Regions from separate parts of the Anser cygnoides genome. Here region 1 is linked to region 2. A link is a contact called in public Hi-C data. All regions are on one chromosome and are shown on one strand. Each heading gives the region's core, a stretch centred on a gene start, on an enhancer-like site or on the middle of the called end of the contact. The rest is flanking DNA. Distances are from core to core; before and after follow the strand shown.

Region 1 (4,897 bases), core at 482-2,981, 150 kb after region 2:
GCCAGATACCCGGCATTGACCACATGCAGAAACAGGGCTCTGATATGCACATTGTGTGCTTGGGTTGTGCATCCCCAGGGTCCGGGTGGCAGGCACCTGTGTGCATGCTGCTACAGCAGCACCTGAAGGCCTGAGTCATGCCTGCATAGCAGAGGGCAGCACTGGGTGTTCTGGGCAACCCTAACACCCCTTTCTGAAGAAGCTGGTGAGGAAATGATGTTCACACCACAAGCTGGGAACCCTGCATCAATGGAGTGGCAAGGCTGTGAGCAGAGCCATCGGTTTTTGCCTAGTATTGTGTCTAGACACCAAACTAGATTTAAGCCGCATACCTCTGGTACAGGTCTCCATCTAGCCCAGCAAGAAGGAATTTATGGGCTATAAATTCCTCCTGCCTGGGTAAAGACTGGAGGCAGCTAGTCTGTGCTCGCCTCTGTGTACTGCAAGCATTTCACCACAGGTAACACAGCCCCCAACCCTAAAACTGGTGTTCGCACATCTGCTCTGTGGACGGGACACACGGGTCCACCCGACATTGCCCACGACATGCCTCTTCACCCCGCTGCTTGAGGACTTCGCTAGGCCCGCTGATGCAAGGGGCTGGGATTTCTACTTCGCAGGACAACACAACACAATACTGCTGCTTCCTCCTGAGTTGCTGCGAGGGGGCTTCGAGGCTTCCATCTCACCTGGGTGCAGTGGGCGACGTAGTGGGGGCCGCGGCCGGCTGTCCCCACTGCCGACGGGATGGGTTCCAGGGGACAAGCCCAGAGGACGGGACGGGACGGGACGGGACGGGACGGGACGGGACGGCAGCCCCGGGAACGCTACGCCGGCCCCATCCAAGCCGCCGTCGAGCTCTCCCGACGGCCTCCTGCGGCACGGCCCGGCCCCGCCTTCACACCCGGCCGGCCCCGCCAGGCAGCGGACACCCGGGGGCCGGGGGGGTGGCAGGGTCCGGCGGCTCCCCCCCTCCGCCGCCACCACCACCGGCACGGCCGCCGCCGCTTCTCGGGCAACAGCTCCCCTTAGCGGCCGCAGCGCCGCCCGCCGCCCGCCCCTCCTCCGCCGCGGGCCAGCGCCCGCCGGCCGGAGCCCACCTGGCACCCCCTGAGCCCCGCCGCGGGGCCGGGGCAGCGCCCGCCGCCCGCCCCGTCCCGTCCCGTCCCGTGCGCCCCGTGCGCCCCGTCCGTCCCGTCCTGTCCCGTCTCCTCCCGTCCCGTCCCGCCCCGCCGCGGGAGGATGCGGGCGAGACCGCGGGTTCGAGCTCCGGTGTCCCCGGTGCCCGGTTGTGGCCGTGCCCGCTTGTGGCTGTGCCCGGTTACGACCGTGCCCGGGCCGCGGGCTGAGGAGCGGGGAGGGACGCGGCGCGGAGCGGGCTGCCCGTCCCTGACACCTGCGGGCGCCGCCGGGACGGCGCTGCCCCGGCCCCGCTCCTGCGCGGCCCCGACCCCGCTGTCGGGGCGGGGGAGTGGGGGGGGGGCCGGGCTGCGCCTGTTGCATTGTCCCTGGCGGGGCTGGCAGCGAGCGGCCGCCGCTATCTGCGGCCGGGGACCCCGGCCGTGCCCTATCGCGGACTCTCTGCTGGGGCCTGATAGCGGCTGCTCCCTGCTCGGCTGCACGTCCCCTCGCAGCTCCCGCCGGGGCTCTCTCCCCCTTTGTCTGTGTATTTTTAGGTCATTAGAGTGGAGGGGTAGGTAATCCCCAGGCTCAAGTTCCAGAGGGGCGGGTTCTGGCCGGAGGTGGAGTCACTTTTCATTTAAATCCCTGACTATAAAATGGGCTTAAAGAGAAGCGGGATCTCAGCCGTGCCGCGCAGACCCCGGCAAGCAGGGTACGTGGGGGCCCCCGGGCAGCCGGCGCCCCGCAGCACCAGCCGCGACGATGCTCCACTCCCTCGGCGTTCACACCTTGCAGCTGCTCACCCAGGCGGCCGCCTGCATCCTCCTCTTCCCCCGCTTCCTGCTCACCGCCGTGATGCTCTGGCTCCTAGATTTTCTGTGCATTAGGAAGAAGATGCTACTGATGCCCACGGCGGAGGAGGTGGCCAGAGCCAGCGAGGGGCCGCCCCCCGACGACCCCCCGGTCTGCGTGTCCGACTCCAACCGCATGTTCACGCTGGAGTCGCTGAAAGCCGTGTGGCACGGGCAGAAGCTGGACTTCTTCAAGTCGGCGCACGTGGGCTCCTTGGCCCCCAACCCCGAGGTGATCCAGCTGGACGGGCAGAAGAGGCTCCGCATCCTGGACTTCGCCCGCGGCAAGAGACCCCTCATCCTCAACTTCGGCAGCTGCACCTGACCCCCGTTCATGGCCCGCCTCCGGTCCTTCCAGCGCCTGGCCGCGCACTTCGTGGACATTGCCGACTTCCTGCTGGTGTACATCGAAGAAGCACACCCCTCCGACGGCTGGGTCAGCTCGGACGCAGCCTACAACATCCCCAAGCACCAGTGCCTCCAGGACAGGCTGCGGGCAGCTCAGCTGATGAGGGAAGGGGCGCCCGATTGCCCCCTGGCCGTGGACACCATGGACAATGCTTCCAGCGCCGCCTACGGTGCCTACTTCGAGAGGCTCTACGTCATCCAGGAGGAGAAGGTGATGTACCAGGGAGGCAGAGGACCAGAGGGCTACAAGATCTCGGAGCTCAGAAGCTGGCTAGACCAATACAAAACCCGGCTCCAGAGCCCCAGCACGGTGGTCATCCAAGTGTAAAAAGGACCTGGCAAAAGGCGCAGGGGCGGAGAGGGGAGGGGAGGGCGGGAGGAGAGGTGGCGAGGGAGAAGGCACCGCGACGCGGATGGCAGGAGCCCTCCTCCCCGGGGACACTCGAAGGAGGCTGCCGTGCGAGCTTTCGAGCAAGATGTGCCATAGTCCTTTCTCTATTCAAATCATGTTGATTTGCCAGCCACGCTCTGTCGATACTGTATTCCCATGTGCGTTTTGTAAATAACTCTTCTTTTTTTTTTTTTTTTCTTTTATTTGGAGAAGCGTTTACTAATTTTTAAGGAGGCTCTCTTCCTTCGGGATCTGTTCCCAGCTGCGTGTGTGCGCGGGTGTGTGTCTGAAAAGTTGTGTACAAGTGCTCCGTGCTGCCTAGCAAGTGCTAACTGGGATTTCTAGTATTTCTTTGTGATGACCGATTTTGAAATGGGTTTCTCTAATGCCAGGAAATCGCGTCTGATGTTGTCAAGTACTAGAACTGCCAATAGCCAGAGCTGAACGGAATGTCCTATTTATGGGGGGGTTTTGTAAGACGTTCGTTCACCTTTTTTTTTATGAATTTTTTTAAATAATAAAGGTTGAGTAAATACACGTCTAACCTTGCCCGTCTCTCTATCTCGCTCCAGAGCGCCACATTCACTTTCCCTTTTGCCTACCTTGTAGCGTCCTCTTCGCGGCCGAGGAGGGGAACGCGAAGCGGCCGGAGGGAGAGGATGCGCAGCTGGGGGCGGCGAGCAGGGCTGCGGCAGGACCCGGAGAAGAAGGGGGGCACTGAGGGTCCCCAGGGGAAAAACACACCTCCGGGGCTCCCGCGGGAGGGGGAACGGCGCTGGCCCTAAAACCCACACCCGAGGGACTGCGCGCTCCTTCATTCACCCCGCCGAGCCGCCCCCCGGGGCTGCGCCCGGCGAGAGCGAAGGTGCACAGGTGAACCTCGGCCAAAACAAGTGAACCTCAGCCAAAACTCCGGAGGGGTAAAGCCGCCCCAGCAGGGCGAGCCGCCCCGTCGAGGACGCCCCGTCGAGGGCGCTCGGGCGGCTCCGAGGCGCCGGTGCCTCCCCCCGGTTGGGAGCGGGCGCGACCGCACCTGCGGCGAGGTGGGACCGGCCCCGCGGGGCTCGGGCAGAGGGGCTCGGGGCTCAGCCCCCCGGGGGCCGCGCTTCCAGAGGGAGAGAGGCGGTAGGGGGTGCCGGAGACAGCCGACAGGTGCTGGCGAGCGCGGAGAGCATCCTGCGAGCCCCGCCGAGGCCGCCCGGGAGCCGCCAAGCACCTCCCGTTGTGCCTTAGGGCAGTGGCACGACGGGGCGGCCCCGGCGGGGCTGTCCTCCCCGGCGAGCTTCGGCAGCCCGCGAGGGAGAGGCGGGGGCCGAGAGGCCCCCAAGGGACCCAGGTGCCCCCCGGGACTTTTTAGGACAAGGAGTCCCGTCGAGCTCCGACGGCACGCCGCTCAGCCGCCCCGACGCCAAGCTCTGCGCCCTCTCCAGTGCCCCGGAGCCCAGGGGAAGCCTCGGGCGCATCCCCAGCTGCGGGGCGGCAGCGGCGGGACCCCGTCCCCGCTCCTCCAGGGCTCATCCGTGCGGGATCCGCACCCCGGGGTCGGGGGGGAGGCGTCGGTGGTCGAGCGGCTCCCAGCGGCCGGGCCGGGCGGCACCTTGCGGCGGGGTCGCCCCGGTTCCCCTCCTCCGGCCCCACGGGGGACCGGGCCAGCTCTTTTCGCCAGCCCCGGCTTCGCAAGCATCTGCCCGGCGCGGCACAATCTCGGCTGCCTCTTACATAAGGATGGAGCCGCTCGGCCGCCTTCACACGGGCTTCCTGCCGCGGGAGGAACCCAGGTCTCTTGGGGCGATGCGAAAGGCATCGGAGGAGACCGGAGGAGCCCAGGGCAGCGGGCCCGCAGCAGGTGGAGGTGCCGGGGGGCTCCGCCAGCCCCGGGGCGGCTGCTGCTCCCCGCCGCCCCCCGGTGCCACCGTGTCCCGGTCCCCTTTCGCCACCCCACAGCCACCCTTTGGCGGCAGGCGCCCGGGGGGACCCACGCAAAACCCGAGGCTGTCTCCACCAGCCCGGGCACAAGGCTGGCACCAGCTTTTTTTTCTCCACAGCTTTTTCTCCTCGCTTTATAATAAAGCCCTTCTTTGCTTTTTCACCTCGCTCTCGCCTTTCCATGCCCGCTTTTGGCATG
Region 2 (5,349 bases), core at 2,026-4,525:
AATTACATTATGCACCTCAAAAGAGCTGACTGGCTGGCCAACTTGATGTATGTTAAAACCATCCTGTCTGTGGATATGCATTGGAATAGGAGCTATTACAGGATCACATAACAGATGTGGGAAGCAGTAATGATTCTTCAAAATTCTGTGCTACAGTAGGGCCAGAGAGCATTCACTGTGGTCCCTTCTGCCCTTAGAAGATATGACTTGAATATGTGAACTGTCTTCCAACTCCTCTACAAAAACTCCTCTTTATGTTTTTTTTCCCAAAAGCTTTCCCAAGGCAGAGAGTCAACACTTGAGTTAGCACTCAGATCACTCTCTTGCAGAACATGACAGGACGCTGTCACCTTGTCACCCAATGCAAACTAGAGAAAGAATTTCTGCTGAAAATTATCCTGCTAATTCCTGGTTAGTGTGGCCATGCTGTGTTTTAACTTTCAGATAACTTGCTCGTCTGTTGGCTCTAAAGTTGTACATCACTGCCCATTCACAGGAATGTTGCGCTTACTGCTTCATGTGGCAGTAGAGACTTTAGCCAGACTAAAAACACTACCATTGATTTGGGTGTTTTTTTCACCTATTTGTATTAATTCAAACAGGTTGGGGGACTAATGGATATTTTTCTAACTTGATCTGAAATTATGATAAAACCTTTATACTCAGAGCTACAAATCCTCACTACTTGGTAATGTGCAAGGTAACTTTTAAGCAAGCATTATAAAGTCTGTCCTTCCTTCTTTTCCCCTCTCTCTACTTCCTAGAATCCAACTAACATCCTCAAAAGAGCTTCCTCGGTTTGGTGTTTCATTATTTAACATGTATGTTATTTGCTCGTTCTAGGACCAAAGCACTTTTTTATGTAGCAACAGTGCAAAATGATAACTTGCAAAATTTGCAAATGGGCCATAAGTAATTATTGTTATTAACTGGCAAGAACTTTTTCTTCTTAAAATTCTCAAATTTGGAAGATCAACAACTCTAATTCTCATCATATTTCATAGAGGAGCTAGAAAATGAATGAGGAGGAAGGCAAAGCTTCCCTGCCTACTTTACAAGATGTCTTCTAAGATATTTTCAAAAAAAAAAAATCTACATTTACAGCAGAAGTACTCAAAATATGCAGCCACATGCTCCTTCTGGCATCTCCATTAAAAACAATATAATTACACCACTCAGTATAGTTTATAGGGTCATTTATGTTTGACCCAGTTTGTTATCAGAAGACATGTAGGTGTTTTGCATTCCACAGCATCTGAGTTACCTTGTACAAGACAGGGAGGTTGGAGTTAGATGATCTTTAAGGTCCCTTCCAACCCAAGCCACTCTATGATTCTATTATTCTAAGACACTACCTCAGAGCAGGCAATGGCTGATATGCTTCCCCCAGCCTCTCTGAACACATCATCTGCTTCCCAGTACATAGGCATGGGGAGCACACTTTGAGCTCACAGAGGTAGTTTAGAGGGGATGAAGCAAAAGTTAGGTTTGAGTTTGAACCACTAAGACCTGAAGCACTAAGATGATATAGTGGAGGAAGAGATCATTTGGCTGGCATGTATCTCACTCCCCTCTAGAGCAAGAACAGAAGACAGGGAAGTACAAATCTCAGGATCACAACTGAATGCATACTCTGGCACCAGAGTAACCAAGTACTTGGGGCACAATGCAAAGTAACACAAGAGCTCTAAAGGGAAGCATTTTGTTTTATGTAGAGGCTTCTCTAGATAATTCATTCAGTTGGTGGGCCAACACTCAGGTATCTTTTAATATAAACTCCTACTCATTGCAAGTTCCAAAGTTAACTCTTTGCCTGAGGTCTGATTTCTTGTTATTTCCCTAAAGGACAGTATGAAATAGAATAGAATAGAATAGAATAGAATAGAATAGAATAGAATAGAATAGAATAGAATAGAACAGAACAGAACAGAACAGAACAGAACAGAACAGAACAGGAATTGTTCAGTTGGAAATGATTTTCAAAGATCATATAGTCCTACCGCATGACCATTTGAGGGCTAACCAAAAGTCAAAGCATATTAATGAGGGCATTATCCAGATGCCTCTTGAACACTGAGAGCTATGGGGCATCAACCACCTCTCTAGGAAGCCTGTTCCAGTGTTTGACCATCCTCACAGTAAACGCATTTTTCTTAATGTCCAGTCTGAACCTCCCTGGTGCACCTTTGTGCCATTCCCACATGTCCTGTCTTTGGTTACCAGGGAAAAAAGATCAGCACCTCCCTCTCCACTTCCCTTCCTCAGGAAGTTGTAGAGATAAGTTTGTAGCTCACAGATTTAAAAAATGGTTTATAGCCATCCGAGTCAAGATTCTTTCCACATTTTTTTAAAAACAGACATGGCTTTTTCCAAATTCACAAGCTTCTGCAATAGTCTCTCTGATCCAAAGCTCTACTACTCTTGCAGTGCATTCTCCACTGTCCATCCCCCACCTCTCCCTGTTCCCTAAGGCCAAATTATACAAATGAATGTGTTGGGTTTTATGACATGGCCAGTGTTGAGAAATGTTAACAACAAAACCCAAAATCACATTGTTTGTCTTGCTTCAAATTCCCTTACAAACTTAAAACAGACTAAATTTTTCAAAACCTTCATTAAGATACAAATATCTCCCAAATAAATTCTAACATCTAATTAAGCAAAACCAAAGCAGTATATGATTTTGTACATAGAACTATGGATGTCATGACTTTAGAGTGATCATTTCACTTTTTATTTTATCTTTAATCCTGGAAGGATCTGGTTGAGCAGGTGGAAACAATAAAAGTTTTCATTTCAGCTAAACATACAGAAATTGTCAGTTGTCACAAATGAAGTCCTGGGACCCTGATTCACTTGGTCTTAATGTTCAAAGGAAAAGGAAGGTCCTGAACTCAGAAAGATTAAAAGCAAAGAAAATCCTAATCCAGCACCCTCCTGTGAAACTACAGGAGACCAAAGGACATATCATCTTGTCAATATTTACAGGGCTATGTGTGCCCATCTGACTTTGTTGTGCAAATCACTGATATAAATTCACAACCCCTAGCAGACAACTACATGATAAGAAGTGTTTGCACACGTACCTATATATATATATATATATATGCTCAATACATAAATACATAAATAAATAAATAATCAGGCTAGCAGATCTACCAGGGATTTGGGTATACAGTTTGACAGAAAACAAGCGGCATACACAAGTTATAACTGAACCTTGGCTTCTTCAGAGGCACAATGCTGCTGAATCGAGCACTTGTGCTGCCTACTGTAGCTCACTTATTACTATGTTTTTAAATGTGGTTTTCTTTAAAAGGTCATTTAACTTCCTGGAAGGACTTTCCATTCCAGCCCTTCAGTGAGGAGCTCCACTGAAATCCGCTTGATCTATACTTGCAAAACGTAGAGCAAAACCATACTTCAGTATTTAAATTAACAGGCACCTGCACGGAGAACCTGATCCTGCTTGCCTCATATATGCAAACAGTTTACTTAGTTACAATGAAACCAACTAACACAGCAGAGGCAAGAAGTTCTCACCTGAGAGGGATTAGTAGGAAATCACGGAGAGAGAAAAAAAAAAAAAAAGGTAAAAAAAGGTAAAAAAATAAAAACATTCATAATGCCCAAGATATGACAATATTGTATGAAAATGTCATTGGGACCATTAAGAGTAGCACCGAAAGACACTTGATATGATCTAATTCAAATTCAGATTACCATTGGCAGTCTGCTATACAAATTAGGAAAGAAGGCCATAGAAATTCTCTCTGACCTTAAATATAACTGAAATTCGTTAAGTGTTGTGCCCAGTTTTCTTTCATACAGTCTATATTAGCAGTGGAAAATACACTTCATGTTACCTCTATCACTCCTCAACAATTTGTGTCAATTCCTACCTGTCTACTTCATAGAAGCTGCCTCTTCCCTCCACTTCTCAGACTACACAAGTAAATAGGGTAAACAGTAGTGGGCCACAGGCAAGGTATCTTCCAGGTTGCAGGAGGACTGCCACAGGACTGTAGTGATGGACTTAATACTGAAGGAAATTTTAACAGCTAAGTTGCCCATATCATTCTGTATATATATAAATGATCAGTATTACTGTAATATTGCGTTCTGGAGTGACTGGTCACAGTTAGGGTAGCTCAACTAACAGCACTGCTGTTATGGTGAAGAGAAAAGATGTATCATTCTTACAGTATAAAGGTCATGACAGTTTGTTTTTTGTTGTTGTTGTTGTTTTCTGGCATTTTCCACATAAACAAATTTGACCCATGATATAAACACAGTAAGTCAATAATAAGTAATAACAATTCTTTATTAGTTCTTCACTGTGATGTTTTCCGGGATACTCCACTTAGCTATATTAGGGTAATTTCGTTGTTTTTCCAGTTCCAAAGCAGAACAATAATGACAGTAGCATCCAAAAAAGTTTCTTGTAATTGCCTAAATTGTATAACACCTTACCAGGATGTCAGGAAAATGGCCAAAGAATTTCACATTATAAAACTGGGCATATCATCTGATATAGCAAGTTTGAGCACATTTTCAGGCTATCCAGAGTTTACAAGCTTTCCCAATTCTAGTTTAGCCAAAAGTCTTTCATGGGCCATCTGGTTCTAATGATACAAAACTAGAATATTTGGTGTCCTTTTCACTATGCTACATTAAATTACAGCTTAAAACATCAGTAAAGCAAAATCCATTCTTTTTATATTATGTTTTTTAAATTAAATGTTAAGTATTTTGGCTTAGCAAATGTGTTTATTTTTGTAAAACTGTACAGCATATACTATACGTTACAGTCAGCAGAATCCTTAGTTCAGTTACTCTTGCATGTTCCTTGGTCCACAGCCCACTGAGGCAAAGGGAAGTGTTTCCATTGACATAAATGGGCTCTAAATGAGGCTCCTACTGTGAGTAACACCAGATCCTTACTCATCCTAAAACATGTATGAGGTTTCAGTACCTCTCCCAAGAGAAAAGGTTCAAATTATGCTTACAGTAGCTCTTCCTAAATTAAGTATTCCATGCACACTTGGTAACCCAACTGAAATTCAGTGAAATCAAAATATTAAGGATGTGATATGAGGTTTTATACTCGAAAGGCATTGTGAATTATATAGTCTATATCAGTATGCACTGTAGTTAACTATAAATAGACTCTCTGGGAGCAACTTTCACAAGTGCCTCTAAGACTTCAACTTCCAGCAGCTGTTGAAAAACAATGGAGTTTTGAAAATCCCACACCAAATGTAACTCATCACTTCTGTCACAACTCAGTCACAACAGGTTAAAGTTCCCTACATTTCACCACCATTCTTAGAAGCTTGTTCTGGAAGT

What was found. A called contact is a pair of places that touch in the nucleus more often than the background predicts.
Region 1: a Hi-C map of liver shows a contact between it and region 2, with 4 times the contacts expected there. The contact joins the promoter of DIO3 here to the enhancer-like site in region 2. A contact is called at or near these places in 2 of 7 Hi-C or Micro-C datasets (both in liver).

Annotation. Positions count from the first base shown.
Region 1 is chr5:55,113,515-55,118,411 of Taihu_goose_T2T_genome, forward strand. DIO3 (iodothyronine deiodinase 3) reads left to right here and starts at 1,732. Exons shown (of 1, transcript XM_013199473.3): 1 at 1,732-3,316. The coding sequence starts at 1,885. The coding sequence ends at 2,709.
Region 2 is chr5:54,963,321-54,968,669 of Taihu_goose_T2T_genome, forward strand. The region is part of intron 3 of LOC106047813 (a long non-coding RNA gene); the gene reads right to left. Among named protein-coding and RNA genes, the nearest start is that of DIO3, 150 kb to the right of the region's middle. Within about 2 kb of position 3,276, at least 1 of the 3 cell types and tissues checked has open chromatin away from gene starts, as enhancers often do. A contact at or near this core is called in liver, where this site is marked.